3 separate regions of the Mus musculus genome follow, and all the other regions are linked to region 1. Evidence: chromatin contacts called from public HiChIP or PLAC-seq and promoter capture Hi-C data. All regions are on one chromosome and are shown on one strand. Each heading gives the region's core, a stretch centred on a gene start, on an enhancer-like site or on the middle of the called end of the contact. The rest is flanking DNA. Distances are from core to core; before and after follow the strand shown.

Evidence for each region. Promoter capture Hi-C pulls out the DNA fragments that hold promoters and counts their contacts. HiChIP or PLAC-seq counts read pairs in DNA pulled down with a chosen protein or histone mark.
Region 2: a contact with region 1 is called in an H3K4me3 HiChIP or PLAC-seq map of embryonic forebrain, with 3 times the contacts expected there. The contact joins the enhancer-like site here to the promoter of Hint1 in region 1. A contact is called at or near these places in 14 of 39 promoter capture datasets (the 3T3-L1 cell line, 3T3-L1-derived adipocytes, the C10 cell line and 11 more), 2 of 15 datasets of contacts at CTCF or cohesin (the NIH/3T3 cell line and large pre-B cells), 11 of 484 Hi-C or Micro-C datasets (the HL-1 cell line, the P5424 cell line, Th2 cells and 7 more), 22 of 115 datasets of contacts at active chromatin or transcription factors (the 230-238 cell line, the NIH/3T3 cell line, the SCID.adh cell line and 18 more) and 1 of 9 other capture datasets (macrophages).
Region 3: a contact with region 1 is called in a promoter capture Hi-C map of trophoblast stem cells, with 2.2 times the contacts expected there. The contact joins the enhancer-like site here to the promoter of Hint1 in region 1. A contact is called at or near these places in 6 of 39 promoter capture datasets (the 3T3-L1 cell line, 3T3-L1-derived adipocytes, the C10 cell line and 3 more) and 3 of 115 datasets of contacts at active chromatin or transcription factors (bone marrow-derived macrophages, embryonic stem cells and pro-B cells).

The regions. Positions count from the first base shown.
Region 1 is chr11:54,863,391-54,867,763 of GRCm38.p6, forward strand. Hint1 (histidine triad nucleotide binding protein 1) reads left to right here and starts at 2,993. Exons shown (of 3, transcript NM_008248.3): 1 at 2,993-3,210. The coding sequence starts at 3,100.
Region 2 is chr11:54,538,988-54,542,916 of GRCm38.p6, forward strand. All of the region lies in intron 1 of Rapgef6 (Rap guanine nucleotide exchange factor (GEF) 6), which reads left to right. Among named protein-coding and RNA genes, the nearest start is that of Rapgef6, 18 kb to the left of the region's middle. Within about 2 kb of position 1,559, at least 6 of the 459 cell types and tissues checked have an H3K27ac peak or open chromatin away from gene starts, as enhancers often do. A contact at or near this core is called in SST interneurons and embryonic forebrain, where this site is marked.
Region 3 is chr11:54,415,312-54,419,178 of GRCm38.p6, forward strand. Meikin (meiotic kinetochore factor) reads left to right here. Exons shown (of 14, transcript NM_029105.2): 13 at 2,419-2,539. Among named protein-coding and RNA genes, the nearest start is that of Fnip1, 21 kb to the right of the region's middle. Within about 2 kb of position 1,425, at least 2 of the 459 cell types and tissues checked have an H3K27ac peak or open chromatin away from gene starts, as enhancers often do. A contact at or near this core is called in trophoblast stem cells, where this site is marked.

The sequences.
Region 1 (4,373 bases), core at 1,743-4,242:
TAATCACACCTCTAAAATGCTCTTTACCTAATAACATGTTCACAGGACCCAGGGATGGGGACATGGGCACAGTCTACTCATTACATCCGGTTTGCGTGAAGCCAGTCAGTAAGCTTGAAATGGAAGTAAATGAAGGAGGAGAAACAGACAGGACACAGTCACGCAGGTTCCTATCGGTCAAGGAAAGGACTTTGGGTATCATTTTGGGATAGCATGCTCTGAAATAGTACCAACAGGAGACTGACACCATGGTTTACACTTTACAAACATCCTTTTGGCTGTGTGCAGAGACAAGAGTTCAAGGTCATCCTCAGCTAAATAGCAAATTCAGGTTCTGCCCGCTACAAGATGAGATCCTGTCTCCAAAAGATAAACATACCTGAGGCTCAGCTTTAAGTGCAAAGTACATGCTACATAAACATGAGGATTGATCCTCAGCACCACAAAAGCAAACCCACTTACCTATACACCACCCTGCCCCTACTGTTGGAACGTAGGTTGTACTAACTGGATATCCAGTTAGTCATCTCTGTCAGTGAAATATAAAAATTTATAGCGTCCCATAGCAAAGTTTGGTAATTTACAATAACCTATTTCCTGTCTAATGAATGTCTATGAGGGAAAAGAGTTCATAACGATCTAAAGATAAAAGAATGGGGCATGTGGCGGTGGTGGTGTGTGCCTTTAATCCAGGAGGCAGAGGCAGTCAGATCTCTGAGTTTGGGGCCAGACTGGTCTGTGGGGTGAGTTCCAGGACAGCCATGGCTACACACACACACACACACACACACACACACACACAGACAGACAGACACACCTTGAAAAAAACTAAATAAATAAATAACGTTGTCAAAAGAGTAAGTTGCAGATGTAATATTCTTATTCTTTTGCCTCTAAGTACATAAGCGGTTTTCCCTACATTATATCACTGTTCCTCAAAGCCACAGCACCAGGGCCAAAAGCATCATCTAGAATGTACTAGAAACCTAACTAAGAGGACCATAAGCATCATCTAGAATGTACTAGAAACCTAACTAACCATAACTAACTAACCATAACTAACCATAAGCCAGGCCAACTGATATTCATGACCTTTTCGGTAGTTACGGAAATAAACGAACATGACTCCTAATCTAATGTCTTATGTTTAGACATTATTTACCAGTGATTGCAAAGTACCAGTAATGGCTCTGATAGCAAAGAATAGGACACCAAGACTGCCAACAACCACTATCAATAATTTTGTCAAGACAGGAGCTTAAGGTCATCCTTGGCTACATAGCAAGTTGGAGGCCAGCCTGGGCTATATGAGACACTGTCTCAATAATGGTAATAATAATTTTGTTGAGACAAAGTAGTCAAATATCATCATATAGGGCAATTCAAAGGAAATAGCTTTTCCATTTATTTATTTATTTATTTATTTATTTATTTATTTATTTATTTATGAGACAGGATTTCCTGGAACTTGCTCTTTAGACTAGGCTGGCCTTGAACTCAGAGATCTGTCCGCCTCTGCCCTAGAGTGCTGACATTAAAGTCATGCACTACTATCATCTGGCTTAAGTTTTCCCATTTTATTTTTTTTTAATTATGTGTATACATGTGTGTGTGTGTGTGAGACCTGTGTGCTCACATGTCCATGGGTGACTGAAGACATCCTGCTAGGCCAAAGGCATCTGACTTCCCTGGAGCTGGAGTTACAGGCAGTTGTGATGTTTGTGCTGGCCTCTGTGAGAACAGTTTGTGTTCTTGATCGCTGAACCATCTCTCTAAGTCCCCAAGGTTTCTTCCTATGGCCACTTGGAGATTGTCAGATAAGAGGGCCAGGAACAAAATCTAATGAGGTATGGAAATGGAGGCTTAGCGTGCAGGAAAAAAAAAAAAAAAAACCAACATCCAGAGGGCAAGGGTGTGAGATGTTGAAAGAAGACAAGGGTAACAACTGTAGCAACCAGGCCAACAGATCTATATGACAACTGCGATTGTCTAGAGAACGCTGATTGGAGGTCCTGCCTAATCCCGACAAGGAGGAAATGACCCAAAGGACCAATGATGACAAAGTGCACACCATATGTAGAAAACACTTTTTAGGAGGAGCAAAGGGATAGAGAGGAGGAAGGGTGGAGGTGGGGCCAAGGAAGACTTTTTGTTTCTTCCAGGTGGAGCATCTTACCTGAAGCTGATTCCTGCCGGGGAAAATGGCCCAAGAGGCTTACAAACAACTGCCACCTAAGGTCTCATCTCTGCAGTCTTGGACTTAATTGATGCAGAGTGTGGCCAGAGATGTTTAAAGAGCTCCCAAGTGGTTTTTAGTGTGTAGTTATGACTGAGAATTGCTGCCACACACAGCAAGAAACAAACAAACAAAAAAACCCCACCTGATGTAAGACTTCACCTGGCTCTTAGCTAAGGCCTCAAACAGCTGAGGGTTTAAACGATCACGGTCAAGAGCACTTGTTCCTCTTGCAGAAAGGACCAGGCTTCAGTTCCCTCCACCCACATGGCTCACAACTGTAACTCCAGTTCCAGGGGATCCAAAGCATTAGATGTGATTCACTCTTACACATGCTTGCAAAATACTCATCTACATATAAAATAAAAATCTTTTTTAAAAAATTAAAAAAGGGAAGGCTAAGGTATCACACCCAGTAAATGTGATCAGAACAACTTGAAATAGAAACCAGACTGTTCTGGAGCAGGGTCTCGGGTAGCCCAGGCTGGCCTCAAACAATGTGGAGAAGGATGAACTAAACTCTTCCATCCTCCTGTCTTCATTTCTCAAACTCTGGGATTACAGGCGTGCAGCACCAAGCCGGGCTCGTGAGAGGAAGGGATCAAACCTAGAACTCCGTACGCGCTTGGAAAGCACTGTACCAAGCCGAGCCTCCTCCCAGAACTGGCAAATCAAAATTTCCTATAGAGGTGCAGAGGCAAAGAAAGGGCGTTTCCTCCGCCCATTTCGTTCCCTCGCTCGCCGCACGCCGGCGCCAGTGCGCACGCGCAGGCCCACCGGGCGCGAGCCGGCAGTCTCCGCGCGCTCCCGCGGTTCCTCTCCCCACTGTGGCCGCGGCGCGGGAAGGACAGTGAGCGGCCGCGATGGCTGACGAGATTGCCAAGGCTCAAGTGGCCCAGCCCGGCGGCGACACGATCTTCGGCAAGATCATCCGCAAAGAAATCCCCGCCAAGATCATCTTCGAGGACGACCGGGTAGGCTTGCCGCTTGCCCGGCGACACGCCGGCGTTCCCTGAGGAGCCGCGGGCCTGAGGCGACGCGCGGCCCGGCTGGCCTGGCCCTGCGCCCGCGTGGCCCTGCGGCGCGTGCCTGCGCTCGGGTTACGCGTTATCGGCCGCTCGGCCCGCCGCGTGTCGCGGCCCTGGTGAGGTGATGCGGGCGGAGGCCCCGGGAGGTGACGCCCGCCCGGGCCCCCTGTAAAGTGCAGACCCGTGGGGTGACGCCCACCGGGGCCCGCGGCCGCCACCCACCACGCGGGTGTCAATCTGGCCTTCGGGAAACCGGATCCTGCCCCCGGCGCAATCTCCGCGATCTCCCGCGCGCAGCGGTCCCCGCACTGCGAGGTGACCGGGGATTCGAGATCCTTATGCTCCCTGTCCCCTGCTCCGGCTGCAGACGTTGCCTCTGGGGACTGGAATTAGCCCTTCAAGCTTTTTAAAAAAATACTGCTTTAGGGTGTTTTGTTTGTTTTATTTTAATAGATCGGCTTCACTACTCTAGGCAGGCCATGAACTTGCTGACTAACTAACTGGGGCGGACCTTGAACCCTTGATCCCCCGCCTCCACCACCCATATGCTAAGGATTGCAGGCAGCCCACACCCTGCTGATCGGAGAAAACATTTATGGTGCAAGATCCAAAGTTGTATTTTTTCCCCTCCTTGATAGATGAAATCTCAGTCGATAGTGAAGACCAATTTTGTAAATTATTCCCTAGACAGTTCTGTTTATGGCTTTCAGTCTCACATAAAGCAGGGTGGGAGCTTGGCCCATTGACCAAAAGGTTTTATACGGGTTTGTTCAGTTCACTTTAAGAAACATGCAATATGAGAAAGCATTAATGCTACTGGTAATGTTCACATAGACTTGAAATAGTACTCCAAATTTCATTGGGTTCTTGAGGTGAGTTTTATTTAAATTGCCTGTATTTGTCACTAGTCTTAGAAAAAGGCCCATTTCATTTACAAAGTTTGCAAGTCTTTTAGTGTGTTCTGTAATCCCAGTCCCACCATCCATAAGACTGGCCAGCCTGTATTATGGAATAAGACCCTAACTCAAAAACAAAGCAAAACAGAACACTTGCAAAGAAAGAAAGAAAAAGCTTTAAACACAAAACCAGCATCCTGTGGTTCTTGCACT
Region 2 (3,929 bases), core at 309-2,808, 330 kb before region 1:
TTGCAGGAGCCAGATTCAAGGCTCTTTGTGTAAACTTTAGCCTGCATATAGGGCATTCAGTTTCTACAGGTGTTTGGTCTCACTTTGGGCCAGGCATAGAACTCTAGGACAAAGCCTTTGGCTAGTTTTTATGCTCTGTTCCCTAGCAAATGGAATCTTATTTTCCCTCTACTGCCTGAGGTTGAAAGAGGTAGTCAACCTCCTGACCTAAGCATTGTTGTAATGGATAGTGGGCTGCTGTCAGGGGTCATGTGACTTTGCCTAACGCTGGGTTTTGCCATGGCAGGCCTGGCACTGAGTATCAAGTCTAAGATATGGGTTTAACTTCTTCACTGTACCCTAAACAAGAGCCCATTGAATATATCTACAATAAATACTGTAGGTTTGGATTGTTTGAAGGGTGCAAGAGAGCTTGTTTGTTTTAGGATGACAGTGACGCCATCACTCACCTTCACACAGAGAAGTTTAGAAAGTCTGGTCATGCCTTAGTTAACAATGGGGATATGTTCTGAAAAAAAAATCATTGGGCAATTTTGTGATTGTATGGACTTACATAAACTCAACATAGTACAGCTAAATCACTTTCTGTGGCATCTGTTTACACAAGAATCACACAGACACACGAGTCTGTATTGCCCTATGACATAAAGTTAAGAAATGTAGTAAGCATGAGTGAGGCTTGTGCCAGTATAATATGGCATATGCTATTTGCAGTGAATTTTAATTTATTTGGCAGTGTTACGGATGAAACCTGGAGCCTTATGCATGCTAGTTGGGCATTTTATCCCCTGAGCTATATCCCTAGCCTTTGAACTTTTTTTCTCTTAATGTCAGTACAGGCATACTCTCAAAGAATTATGTGAAATAGTTGGGAAGATATTTTAGTCAGTAATGTGTTTACCTTGCTTGCAAGCGTGAGAATCTGAGTTTAATCCTCAACTCATGTGAAAAATCAGATGTGATAGTATTTGTAGGATTCTTGTTGTTAACCATGCAATCAACCAGCATTAAGTGAATTCCAGGCCGGTGAGGGAGACTATGTCGCCAGTAATAGGTAAACAAATAAGTGGTAGCAAAGGAACAACACTCAGAGTTGTCCTTTGGCCTCCTATGTACAAATGTGTGCATGCGTGAGCATACAGAGCACCAAAATAAGGTATACTGAAACAATCTAAACCAGTGATGGAGACACTTACCATAATCAATATTAATTATTATATATAACTGTGTTATTGTGTTTCTATACAACTATCAGGACAGAAGCTCTGTTTACACAAGAATCACACAGACACACGAGTCTGTATTGCCCTATGACATTGTTACATCTATAAGGTCACTAGACAATAGGGATTTTTCATGTCCACCATAATGAGGCCACCATTGTGTATATGGTTGCTAATTGCAGTGTGTGACTTCACTTTTTTGCTTAGCTGAAATCTCTTATTCCCAATCCTAACCTGGTCTTTGTTCTAATGCTCTGAATTTCCACAGTACTTTGTTGGTACAGTTAAAGAAACAGATGCTAGTGATTTGGGGTGTTGTCATGTCCCAGATGGTTAATTTTCTGTCTTCCTCCCTGCTTCTCCTTTCAGGCTCCATCAGTAGCTTTCAAGTACACTCTGTAAGTAATTAGCATCCCCTTTCTAGCATTTGAATTTGTGACTGCAAACAAAATTCTATAAGACTTTCAGTTTGCTTCCATTGGTGTTTTTCCATTTTCCTTCTTTCTTTCTTTTTTTTTTTTTTTTAAAGGAGCTAAGTGAGGTTTGCTAGGATAGATTTTGTTTCTTTTGCATACACCAAGAAGCCTAATAGGTCATGTATTTCCTCAATCTTGTCTCATAGTTGTTAACTGGTACAAAAGCCCCAAGAAACTCCTTGCTACCTGTGTTTAAAAAAAAATACAAGTAAAAAAAATAACTACCCATGTGTTCTGGGAGTTGTCTTTTTATGAAGGCTTGGTGTTTTGTATCTATTTAGGTTGATGTATTAGAAGAACTGGCATTTAGTAAGCATCCTAGTTCTTTTGCTTTTATCCCCAAGTTACTAGACAAATAATGTAGAGTGACATGGTGCCTGCCTGTAAACCTAAGCATCAGTGTGTGAAGACTTGCCTGTAGGGCTTTTTAAACTAGACCGGCAACATGGAGACATAATCCCTAAGATTCTGGGCCTGAGAATGCATTTTTTTCCCCTAAGCTCCCAAGTGTTGCTAATTTAGGATTTCTTAGGACTACATGCACCAGAACTCAAACTCAATTCTGCCGCCCCCTGTGTCTAGGAGTGGGCTTTTGGGATAGTCTTATTATGGTACCTTGGCTGACTTGACATTTATGATGTAGGATAGGCTGGTTTTGAATTCAAGGGGTTAATTCCAGGACCATAGTGGATACTACATCTGTAGATTCTTAAGTCCCTTATATAAAAGTGCTTTATTGCATGTAACCTCTATACACCCTCTCATATACTTCGTAGTTTCTCTAGGTGACTGGTAACTAAAAACTATGTAAGTAGTTGCTATTCTATATTGGAGTACTACGTAAAAGCAGCTCTATTTCTCCCTGGTGATGAAGATCAGTTTATTCTTTCAAATCAGCAGCTGCCCTCACCTGTTGCTTCTTAGGTCCTAGAGTTTAAAGTTACTCTGCTAGCAGCTTGTACTTGTAGTTCAGTAAGAGTCTTGTACTGCTCTTTTCCTCAAAAACTGTATACAATCTTAAGAATCAAGATCTCTAAACCTGCAGAGTCACACTCAGAAATTCAGATGTATTTCTTATGGAGTAAACTTACTTCTCTTTTAATCTAGTTATTTACCTGAAAAAAATATTTTTCCTTTTTTGTTCATCTTTTGTTTTCCCATTTTGAGACAATATTTCTTATGACGCAATTTACCTCAAGCTCCCTATGTAGCTAAGGAGGACCTTGAACTTCTGATTCTCCAGGTTCTACCTCTTGAGTGCTATTATTATAGTGATGTGCTACCATATACTGTTCTCTCTTTTGTAATTTAATTTTACATATTTGCACGTGGTGACTGTGTCTTCAAGACTAAAGGGGGACGTTTTGCAGGTTTCTAGAAGTACTTGCAGATCTGAAGTTAGTTAACCTTGTTCCTGTCCCATTCTACTGATCGGAATAAATTATAGAACTAACCGAGATCAGTGGGAAGAACAAATAGACTCTGTATGGAAGGTGGTATATTCCTATTGCAGGAAATCATGAGATAATAATAGAAAAGAGAAAATATCATGGTAGCTGTATTAGAAGTTTAATTTGCTTTATCTCCTCTCTTCCAAATCTTTGTAGACCCTTCTTACTTGAAATGGTTTTCTTTTTTAATTTTGTAACCCCTTTTATTCACTTAAAATTTTTTCACTTTTCATTTTAATAAGGACTAATCGGAGATACTATGTGTTTAACTTTCCTCAGTAGAAAATTGTGATCTTTGGATTCAGTGCAATGTTTCTTTTTATTAGTATCCCCATATTGCCTTACTAACTTACTAGAATGCAAGTTGCCTTGGTTTCTTTTTCCTCTGTTACTAATAGATACTTGGCAAGTCACATATCAGAGTATGACAGTAGTTAGCAGTGGTCTCTGCTGATATGAAAATGTTTCTTACAAGAGAATAAGGGATATATATTATATAGAGAATTTATGTTTGTCTGCTTTTTATTATCATCACCACATACCAGTAATCTTAAATAACATGAGTAGCAGAACACACCTTTCTGTTGGGGATGTGAACTTCTGTGAAGTTCTCATTTGCATATGCCAAAGCTCATAGTTAAGATTATATTTTATCAGAGGGCTAAAGAAAGATTGCTTGCTGCTTTCAGAGTTAATAGTAGTGCCGTCCATTGGATATATTTTTGCTTATAGGAAATTATAATACGGAGTCTCTTGAGAGTCCTTTAGAAAATCATATT
Region 3 (3,867 bases), core at 175-2,674, 450 kb before region 1:
TGTGTGTGCATAGATGTGCATGTATGGAGTTACAGATGTGTGCAGATGCCATAGTCCACATGTAGATGCCCGAGAACAGCCTCTGGTATTGGGCCTTGCCTTCCACCTTGTTTGAAAATCCCCTAAAATGATTTGAGACAAGAGAATCCCAGAGGTTTGTGGACTAGCCACCCTCTAATGTATAGCATTAAACAACAAGCAACCCTCCCCTTGTCTTCCTCCTCCACTTTGTTCCCCTTATTCTCCACTAGACATATATACTCCACAAGAACATGCACACACATATACACTCTCTCTGTATGCTAATGACTTATGCAGTTGTAGTTAGTATTATAGATGTGGAAAGATAATTGAACAGTCTCAGTTATAAGTAGTGCTTGTCAGCTGTGAAATCATTGTTATATGATATGGCTGACCTTCCAGGCTAACAATATTAGATCTTTGGAGCTAAGAGCAGAATCTTTCAGTCTCTTGTCTGAAAGACAAGGATCCTTGAGCAGGGCATCTCAGCATCTACAGATATGTTCACTTCATTTAGCTGTTTGCAGCACAGAACCTCTACCCTGAATGGTCAGAAATCTTCCAAGAAGGAAATGATCTGATAGCCCCTTAGGACAATTCTCTGTTCTGTGTTTGAGATGGGAGGAGACTGTTGAAAGAAGTCAGAAAACCGATGTTGGTATGAAATAGCATCCATACAAAAGAGGATGTATATGATTCACATAAGGAGTGTGCTACACCCACTCCAGTAGTGACTTGCATGACAGGCCTAGAAACCTGGACACAGTCCTGAGGTGAAAAGTTCACAGAAACTTAGTCTCCTGGAACCATGGCATCCCATATAATGAATGCTCCAAACTTATTCTTGTGAATGGATCTGCGTGCTTTCTTTCAGTATTGTTTTATTATAGGTGTCTCCAAGCAATGACTTGCCAAATACCTAAGCAAAATTGAACTTTGCTTCCTGGCCTTCACCAATGCCCTAGGTAGTCCTTGAGTTGACCCTGGGCTTGGAATTCAGTAAGAATGTTGCCTATTCGGTGACATTCAGAATTGCCTCTAGTATTGTAAGAGAGACAGTGAAAGAAATCAGGCATTACTATCTACTACATAGAGTTAGAAATCTCAGAGCAAGCTTAGCAAAGTAAGTTTAGAATTTTTATTATAGTTATGTATGATAGACTACATTACTTATTAGTAGAAAGTCCCACACACAACCACTTAGAATAAAAGCCAAGTCACTCTCATATACAGGAATTTACAATGGTTCAGGAAGTAGATTGGGCTGTGGTTTTAGAGTATTGCATTATTCATGAGAAGGTTAGCTAGAGTGGAACTCCCTAATTAGAACTATGGCTTGGGCGTGAAAGCCCTTGCCCCAGGAGTGTAAAAACCTCACACCTGGCTTCTAAGAATATAACTGGCCTTAGATAGAACTGGCTTTGTCTTATTGCCTAGTTCCTGCCCATCTTTATGTTTGCATTCCTTTGTTTTATGTAAGAGACTTTAAACATCCGGTAACCTCATTGTACCTTGCTGATGTGTCACCTAACTTCCCTATTTTCTTCTGTATTAAAAGTCTGATGCTCGATTTGACAAATTACATTCAGATTATAGGCACACTCCCTTGTGTCTGTGTCTGTTTGTCACCCCCTTTTCTCCAACTCCTGCCCACCTGTAACCGGAAACCTGCTTTCTCCCAAGGACTGAGGGGGGCTAACTGAGGCCAGTCCGCAGCAGAAGTGAATCAACACCTTTGTACCCCTCATTTAGACAATAAATCAGGACATTATAAATAACCCCTCCAAAGTGTTTCAAATCATGGTTTGCTTTAGCCTCCCAATAAGTACCTGTCTTCTTGGTGTTTGATCCACTGTGTGGTCATTTGAATGGAACTGGTCCCCATAGGCTCCTGTGTTTGAATACAGGTCCTTCCTGTTTGGGAAGGACTAGGAGGTGTGTAGTTGTGTTGGAAATGTATACCTGGGGACAGGCTTTGTGCTTTCCAAAGCCAGGTACTATTGCTCTCTCTGCCTCCTGCTCATAGATTGAGGTGTGTGCCCTCAGCTATTCCTGATGCTGGGGCTTCACTCCACCATATGGATTCTTACCCTCTGGAACCATAAGCCAAACTAAAATCTTTCTTTTATAAATTGCTTTGGTCTTTGTGTTTTATCACAATAGGAAAATAACTAAGATAATTCATCATTCCTTTTTATTTTTCAATACTAAAACCATTACTAAGCCATTCCTTTGACACGGTACATATCCTTGTTTATTTGGGTGTTACTTATTGTTTTCTGATATGATTCTGTCAGTCTAACCAAGAAGACTGAGACTATTTGTACTTTAAATTAGACAGCATTAAATGTAATACTTGGAGGAATTATGCAATAACTACTTTTCTTTCTTTTTCAGTTTTCTCCAAACACATCAGAGATCTGTTGTATTATTAGGTCATCACCAGGAACCAGACAGATGAGAAGGAAAGACCCTGCTGTGAAAAACAGATGTTCTCCTCCTAAAGATGTTCCTCTAGGTATGAGCTTAGCGTAGTGTCCTCATTATATAAAGTGTGGGTTTTTTTTAATGAAAAGATGCTTTCTGTACACAGGAAATTAATTTATAACATGTATCTCAAGATTTTATATAAAACAGAAAAGATAAAATTACAAAAGCCTGGGCAGATTTCATAAACTGAGTAAAATAACTTTTTGAAGATGCATACTTCATCTTTTGAAAACTTTGCTTATGATATTGATTAAATATATTTATCTAGGATGCTGCTCTTTCAATAATTTGAAATTTTATACTGTTTAAATTTTATTTTAGTTGTATTCTTTTAAAAGACAGGGTTTTTTATTTGTTTGTTTGTTTGGCTGTTTTTTGTTTTTTCTTTTCTTTTCTTTTCTTTTCTTTTCTTTTCTTTTCTTTTCTTTTCTTTCCTTTTCTTTTCTTTTTCTTTATTCACCTGGTATTGGTTGAGTACTTCTGTATTAGGCACCATGCTAAGAATCTTAGCATCTCAGTTCCTCACCATGACTATAGTAGATACAATTAGTACTGTTATCCCACTTTTATACACTTAAAAGTAGGAGATTTTAAGTGGTAGATATTATCAAGTGGTTGTGGAAAATTTGGCCATTCAAGGCATCTAACATCAACTACACATTTTTTTTTCTAATTCCTTAGTGAAGCTGAGGAAACGCTCATGAGTGAGGGCCCAATGAAACAACTGAAATTTAATGTATTTTCTATATGTCCACTGTTCACTCTTGATTTTTGTCCTCATTTCTACCACAGTGTTGGCTTTGAGCATGCTTCAAAGTCATGGAGAATTCTCTTTGTAAATGACTGCCTGATTTCCTAAGTCAATACTGCTCATTTTATACCTAATAATTATATTACTGAGGGTTGCCCGGAGTATCAGAACAATTATTAATAAGTATCTGTTTCTCTATGGATACTCACAAACATAAAGTGTTTAGTACTTCTGGGGGAGGTTCTTTATATAGAGTGTGGAGGAGCAATAAAGAACCTTTCCTGATGTCTCTTGTGCTCAAATATGTAAATACATATGTGATAGATAGATAAGTAGGTAGATAGATAGATAGATAGATAGATAGATAGATAGATAGATAGATAGATGTTTTATATTAGAGGAGACTTAATACAGGAATTGGTCAAATGGTTATGGAAGCTTCAGAATCCAGTGGCATGCTATCCAAGTGCTAGAGAACCAGAGATGCCAGTAGCATTGCTAAGTCAAAACTCAAAGACTTGAGAACAAGGAGTGCCTGTGGTTGGTGTAAACTCTTAGCCAAGAACGATGAGCAGTAACCATGCATCATAGTTAGGATTTCCATT